Linked DNA regions of Gossypium hirsutum: region 1 is linked to region 2. The links are chromatin contacts, called in public Hi-C maps. All regions are on one chromosome and are shown on one strand. The core of a region is the stretch at or near the end of the contact, and the rest is flanking DNA. Distances in the headings are between cores, read along the strand shown.

Region 1 (3,319 bases), core at 273-2,772, 75 kb before region 2:
ATACTCGAAAGAGATATTAGCATAATTTAGAGAATTTCTACGGATCAATATACTAAGTAAAGAAATTGCGTAATTTAGATTGATAGTGACAGAGGAAATCTAGGCGGATTCTTTCCTGGGTATTGTTTTGCTTATTGATTATTAATCAATTATTTTCCTGATTTATTTTTTATCGTGTTCCTTAGTTAATTAATTTAGTTAATTTTCATTTTAACCAATCACTCGAATTATTCAGTTAAATAATAGAAAGATAGTTATTACTAGTATTTTTAGTTTTTGTGAGGACGATATCTTTATTCACCTAGTTATACTATTAGTTGATAAATACACTTATCTTAGTTAAATTTTTAGTTAATTTCGCAATACACCAACAAATGAACACAAACAGAAGGAGAGGGGAGAGAATAGTTGTTAGTGTACATCAAGAACAAAGAAAAAATATCTCTAAACATTTGTCTATATCTCATTCAAAGAATATTTTTTTGTGAATTTATTTTATTCTGTTTCCTCAAATGAAAACCAACTACCCGATTGGCTAATATATTATTCAAAACCAACTACCCGATTGGCTAATATATTATTCAAAGAAATCATGGTTTTCTTTTATTTATTTATTCCTATGTCTATCCAAAAATAAATAAAAATAGAACTCAACATGAACCTCACAATCCCTCCCGAAAAAATCCATCGAGGGAATCATATGCCGAGATTTCACTTTCCTCTTTTTCCATACTAAAATTTGATTTTTAAAATTATTAAATAATAAATTAAAAGAACTAAGTTTAGTTTTTAAAGTTGTCTTTAAAATGAAAATTGTATCCTAAATATATAAAATTAATATTTAAATTCTAAACTTATAAAAATTTTAAAATAAAATAAGTCAAATTATGTTATTAGGTCATTTATTTTGTGTAAGTTGTGTCCGTATACTTTTTGAAATTTAAAATTTTAGTCCTGACCAATTTGTAGCAGTTAAATTTGTTTGGTTAACTTATGCTACTAGTCCTATATTATGCCTAAAGTTATAGATTTAGTCTATGTTCTTCAACTAGATCATTTGTAGTAGTTATATTTTTTTAATTTCGATATATCAGTCTGAATGCAAACGACAATTGTTAAATCTATTAACCAATTCTTTTTATAAATAATATATAAAAATAACAAATTGTCATAACATTAGCCATACGATAATATGTTTGATGTATCAAATTATGAAAATAATAGAACTAAAATATTCAAATTTCTAAAAGTACAAGAATTAAAAATAACAAAATTAAAGCACAAATGCTAAATCTACTGCTTATACTAAGTTTAAGCCCTAATAACAAAATTTGACCAATAAAACAAGTGTGAGTAACCAAGATTCTAAATACTCCAGAGCGAGTTCTGGAAGATGAAGGAACATGGAAGTAAACCACACAAAATGCAGTACTACTTAAATTTAACCTACCTTCGGAAGAAGACACGTAAGATTCTTAGTTGCCATACAAAAACAAGACAACACATGTAAAGTCTTTGACAGAGAGATGACGTGTAAACCAACTCCCCACCCATTCTCTCTTTGCTTTTATTCCCACATATCAACTAAACCCCCCTTCCCCCCTCTCTAAAATCTAATCTTTCTATCTTCTCTTTCAACCCTCACCCATCCGCCTAAACCCTTTCCCTTCCATTTTATGAACGTACTACATCCTCAAGACATGAAAAACACGACACCCCACCAGCCGCCAGAACAACCCAACGAAACTCAGCAGCCCGACCGCGATGGAACAAGCTCTGGGATGGAAACATGTCATGTGAAGTGTCGTGGGTCTTCACCGGCTCCGGAAGTAGGAGCGGATCATGAGGTTAAAGAAGAAGAAGCAATGAGGGCGGATGAATCTGAAGAAGACAATGGACGGGAGAAACTGAAGAGGCATAGGATTGAAGTGGCGGGCAATGTTTGGATTCCTGACATATGGGGTCAAGAAGAGCTTTTGAAGGATTGGATTGATTGTTCTGCATTTAATGATTCTTTGGTGCCTCATGGGATCATGTCAGCTCGTGCTGCTTTGGTTGAGGAAGGAAGAAGAGCCAATTCTGGCGGATTTAGAATAGAAAACAGGTGTTAAAATTATTATTATTATTATATAGTATTATTTCCTTTCGTGTGTTTTAGTTAATCAAGATTGAGATAAAAAAAAAGGATACATTTTAATAATGGATGGTTTGATTTCATTTTCTGCTTTACGTATGAGATTTGCCAGAGTTATTATGTTGCTACTTTTATATTTTATATTTTTTTATGATAAATGAAATTTGATTTAGTTATGTTATGACATACAAACAGGAAAAAGAATAATAAACTATGGAATCTAATGGATGTCACTTCACCGACTAATTAAAGATATGATTTCGATTTTATAATCTAATCTTTACCAGCTCATTCAGGATAGAAGATGCAGTATGTGAGGTTAGTCAAAATCATGGTTATCACCAAGAGCACATTGTGGGGGAGAAACTTAGCCCAACCCTCCAACACGGCTGACCTGGTTCAGTGGTGCAAATCATTGGGGGATTTTCTGAAGATGACAAATTAAGAACTATACTACTTTTTTCTATACAGCAGTTGCTCGTGCTTTTCTTTTCTTTTCTTTTTCTGCATTGGCCAATTTGTTACTAAAATTCATGTCCCGTATCGGCCAAAGCAGTCAGTGTCTACCTTGAATCAGCTCGCTGGTGTAATCGACAAGGTGATGCCGTAAATAAAAGGAAAAAGAAACGGTGAAATAGGAAAATCCTTTTTTACTATCAATGCTTCGATCGAAGGTTGGAATCTAAGAGGGTTTTATGGATGAATAACCTTAGCAAAAGGCCAAGGGAGTTCGAAATAGGAAAATTCTAACAAAACAATATTGTAGGTGGGCTGCTGGTTCAACATGCTTGGCCTAAGTGATGGAAAATACCGTCTAACAGTCAGACTAGTAAAGCTAAAGAAATGGACATTTACTAACAAGTTGCATTTTATTTTGATTATTTTCTGGATGGTTTTGCTATCATTCAAAGGCAATTATTAGAACATTTCATAAGATGACAAAAAAGTGCCCACTAACTGAGCCAACCACCACACTAAAGTATTCAACCATGCATAAAGAAATTATCTATACTTGTGATTTATATTCATTTCTACTTTTATGCACATGTACTGAATTTTAAAAAATAAAAATAAAAAATCAAACCCTCACGCATTACCTACAATAAAGAATATAATCCTTGTTAATTTCCATGAGAGGGAATCTTACCCCAGAGCATCATTGTACTGAATTTACGACCTTGGCAT
Region 2 (3,419 bases), core at 508-3,007:
TCAATCCATCTTAACATTATTATTCTTCGGAAGGCATGCATGTGATCAGTAGTCAAGATATGGTGAAGTAGTTAGCTCTGAATTTTGATACTAGCATTTTACAGAACTTCTGAACAATTTGTACTATGATTTTGGTTTTTTATTTTTTTTACATGCATTTAATTGCTAAGCAATACATACCTTTAATTGCTAACCTTTCTTATTGCTTAGTTGTGCAATAAACTCATCAATTCCTCTAGCCTTGGTGCATTGGTCAATGTCCTCAACTTACAGTCTGCATATCTTTATCAGGGCCAGCATATTGGACTATGTTCAGCACTTAGAGACCATGGCCTCCAGGGATTACATTGGTTTCTGACAAAGGTCATGCACTTGAGAAGGAGGCTTGGGGCATGCAATGCCAGATTTGATAGATTTTCATATCTCGTTAAAGTTAATCAGCAGTCCATAAAAATGATACTGGCAATAGTATTTGTCTTCACACTTTTAGGTAAGTGCACTATTTGTACATACCATCTTCTATTTGATTTACTCTACTTGTCCCTGCTAAATTCAAATGATCTATTTATGGATGTATCTTGATTGTCAAATGATTTACCTACATTTTTAGCTTGTCAGGCACTCTCTCTATAGAACCCTTTTCATGCTTGTTTGTACAATCACTTTTGAGATGTATGCTTGTGTGAATTGGAAATTAAATGAATCGAGAGACCAATGTGGAAAACCATAAGTGTGTTTTCCAATGATGTTATCTTTAAGAGCTTAATTTTCATGCAATAGATGGAAAAAGGATATCTCCTTTTAATTTAAACATTTCATCCCGAATTTGAGGTTAAAAAAAAAGGGATGTAGGAGAAGGGTTCCTTTTGGTTGTACTTAGCTTATGGACTTTTTGTTAAACAGTTGCATGTTTATTGCTTACACACGGTTCTTGTTGTTAAATTCACTCTCAAAGGAGTTAACCTAAGGAAAATAATCCTGCCAAGCAGCAAGCCTTTACAAATTCATCTTACGCTCCCATAAAAACTTTTAGGCGTTAATATATAAGTTCCATGGATAACTTTCAGGGAATCAAATTGTTTATTTGGGGCCTTGGATATAAAACTAATCATTATCCCATAATTCTATTCATGCAGGTATATTGATCTTCCATATCGCTTGAAAGTGGTCATTTGCTGTTTAATAGGAATATCGTTGCATCGGCAAAGTGGGTTTTGAGTGGAGTTGCGGCGCAGATTACTTGCTCGGCTCCCATAGCAAGTTGAGGAGCCAACCATCAGTAACTACATTCTGAGATTGGTAAGCAAGCAGCCTTTAGATTTTGCTGCTATCTACAATACAGAAGTAGCTAATACAAATGTATGTACTCCAGCAATTCATCTAAGAAATTTGTACATATGAATGGCATGCCATTTCACAGATCTACTTTGTTAGTCAAAACTTATATAAGCTGTAAAATGATGATATCCAAGCCATCTCGAACTCCAGTTAGAGTAACTGCTGATCCATGGTGTGTTCTACAGTTCACTTGGGTTAAGTTTGACATCTTAATAGGGTTATAAAATCACAGTTCTTTAAATTTTGTTTTGTACATTAAAATCCCAATCTGAGCTGACCCTTTTTCCCCTTTCCTGATCTAAGCTGCTAATCCTTGAGGTCCTTTTTCGACTTCTTGTCGAAGGGAGATACGGTTCTGACCCATGGAGTTGGTCCGCTATCAACTAATCTGAGTTCAAATCCAAGATCTAACTGAGATTTTAGCTGAATAAGGACATTTAATAGTGCTATGGTTGGGGATGTCGATATATACATTCGCCGTTATAGAGATTGGAAGTCTTGGGGATCTAGACCCGAACCTACGCTGCTGCCGTCATCTATTTGCATTATTCAGATTACCAAAGCATTGTTTTCCCATCATTCTGTGTTTCAGACGAGCTTGTTTGAACTGGATCGATTGGATCAAATCGACCGAAATGCCAGTCTAAAGAGAGGTATTGAATCAATTAACTTGGGGTGGAAATTGGTACAGAAAAATTGAACTGGACAAAAAATTGATTGAACTGAATTTTTAATTTTTTTAATAAATTTTTAATAATTTATTTAATTCAACCGGACGAATTAATTAAACCGATTAGTCTTTCTAAATAAGCCCACGAGACAATTTTTGGCTTTTTCTTTTGTGATTATGCCAGGTCTCTGTTGATGTGTTCCCAATATTATGGCCTGGCCTTCCATTCTAATGCCATCTGAATGGGATTCAATTTTTTAAAACAAATATGGAATTATGAGTTGGCAAGATTTAAGAAATTTAACCAATTTTTACTTATTACCAATATATTTTAAACCGAATTGGTAATCGAACCGATCAAGCCACCAACTTGACAAGTACAATCAGACTAATTAAAAATTTATTAAAAAAATTAAAAAATTCCAATTCAACCGGTTCGACACTGATTTAACCAATTTTTAGCCAATTCAATAGTCAGTTCAACTAGTTTTTTAACTACTACGTACCAATTTCCAACCTAACTGGTTCAAAAGCACCTTCGAAACTGATTCCCGATCGAATCAGTCGGTCTGATTCAGTTCAAATAACATTGCTTTTTACATAATATACCAGTGTACCATTTAAGTCCAAAAACGCTCGTCTTTACAACCAAAATAAAGTAGTATCGATTGATCTCTTAAGTCTCAACACCGTAAAATGTAATGGTTTACAATATGAACCATTTACAGTTCACAGTACACAACATACTTTTACTTTCAAGTGTAAACAGAAGATGGTGAAAACAAATGAAGTGGATTTGATTTCATAACCTTGACCTTCCGCAATTCTATAATGATACGCAAATGATTAAAAAAGGAAGTGCGAGGCAATTTAATGAAAAATCTACACTATTATTACCCCCTCCCCCCTTCAGCTATTCCAGCCAGCACTGAAGTGAGATCGCCTGTTCTCTTTTGTAGAATTGCCTCTTCCATCAATGGTATGTCAACAGTTTCAAAGTGACAGCTTCCATAATCTACTGTCAATCACTTCATGTAATGATGCTCTCTGCTAAGAGAGGCACCAACTAGAGCAGCCTGAAGCTATAATAAATAAATATGAAACCGTGTCAGAATAGCAGCTCCGAGGTTTTAGACCTATATGTATATGTATACACACACACACATGTACAATGAGAGAGAGAAATAGAGAGATGTCTGCTTCTAAGTCATAAACATTTAGGGTTTAGCAAAGAGATCTTGGAAAAATTACCAAGCAGCCATACTCCATATAGGCTCTTTTTAGTCTGACTTCTCAATTTCTCGGAATCTTCTATCCCACTCTCGTGCTTCATAGTCTTGCTCAACCAAGTCTCTGTCAGTACTATACACAATGCGGTCTGGTCCTATGACTGTTTTTTGTGCCATATCTC

Evidence for each region. Hi-C and Micro-C count contacts between places; a contact is called where the count stands out from the background.
Region 1: a contact with region 2 is called in a Hi-C map of seedling, with 2.4 times the contacts expected there. The contact joins the promoter of LOC107899228 here to the enhancer-like site in region 2. A contact is called at or near these places in 12 of 34 Hi-C or Micro-C datasets (anther, callus, fibers and 4 more).

What each region holds. Positions count from the first base shown.
Region 1 is chrD04:36,127,587-36,130,905 of Gossypium_hirsutum_v2.1, reverse strand. It overlaps LOC107899228 (protein BIC1), which reads left to right and starts at 1,522. Exons shown (of 1, transcript XM_016824880.2): 1 at 1,522-2,229. The coding sequence starts at 1,677. The coding sequence ends at 2,111.
Region 2 is chrD04:36,053,094-36,056,512 of Gossypium_hirsutum_v2.1, reverse strand. LOC107899229 reads right to left here. Exons shown (of 14, transcript XM_016824881.2): 13 at 3,260-3,419; 14 at 2,650-3,090. The coding sequence ends at 3,289. It also overlaps the pseudogene LOC107899230. Among protein-coding and RNA genes, the nearest start is that of LOC107899229, 7.7 kb to the right of the region's middle. Within about 2 kb of position 1,757, at least 6 of the 9 cell types and tissues checked have an H3K27ac peak or open chromatin away from gene starts, as enhancers often do. A contact at or near this core is called in fibers, where this site is marked.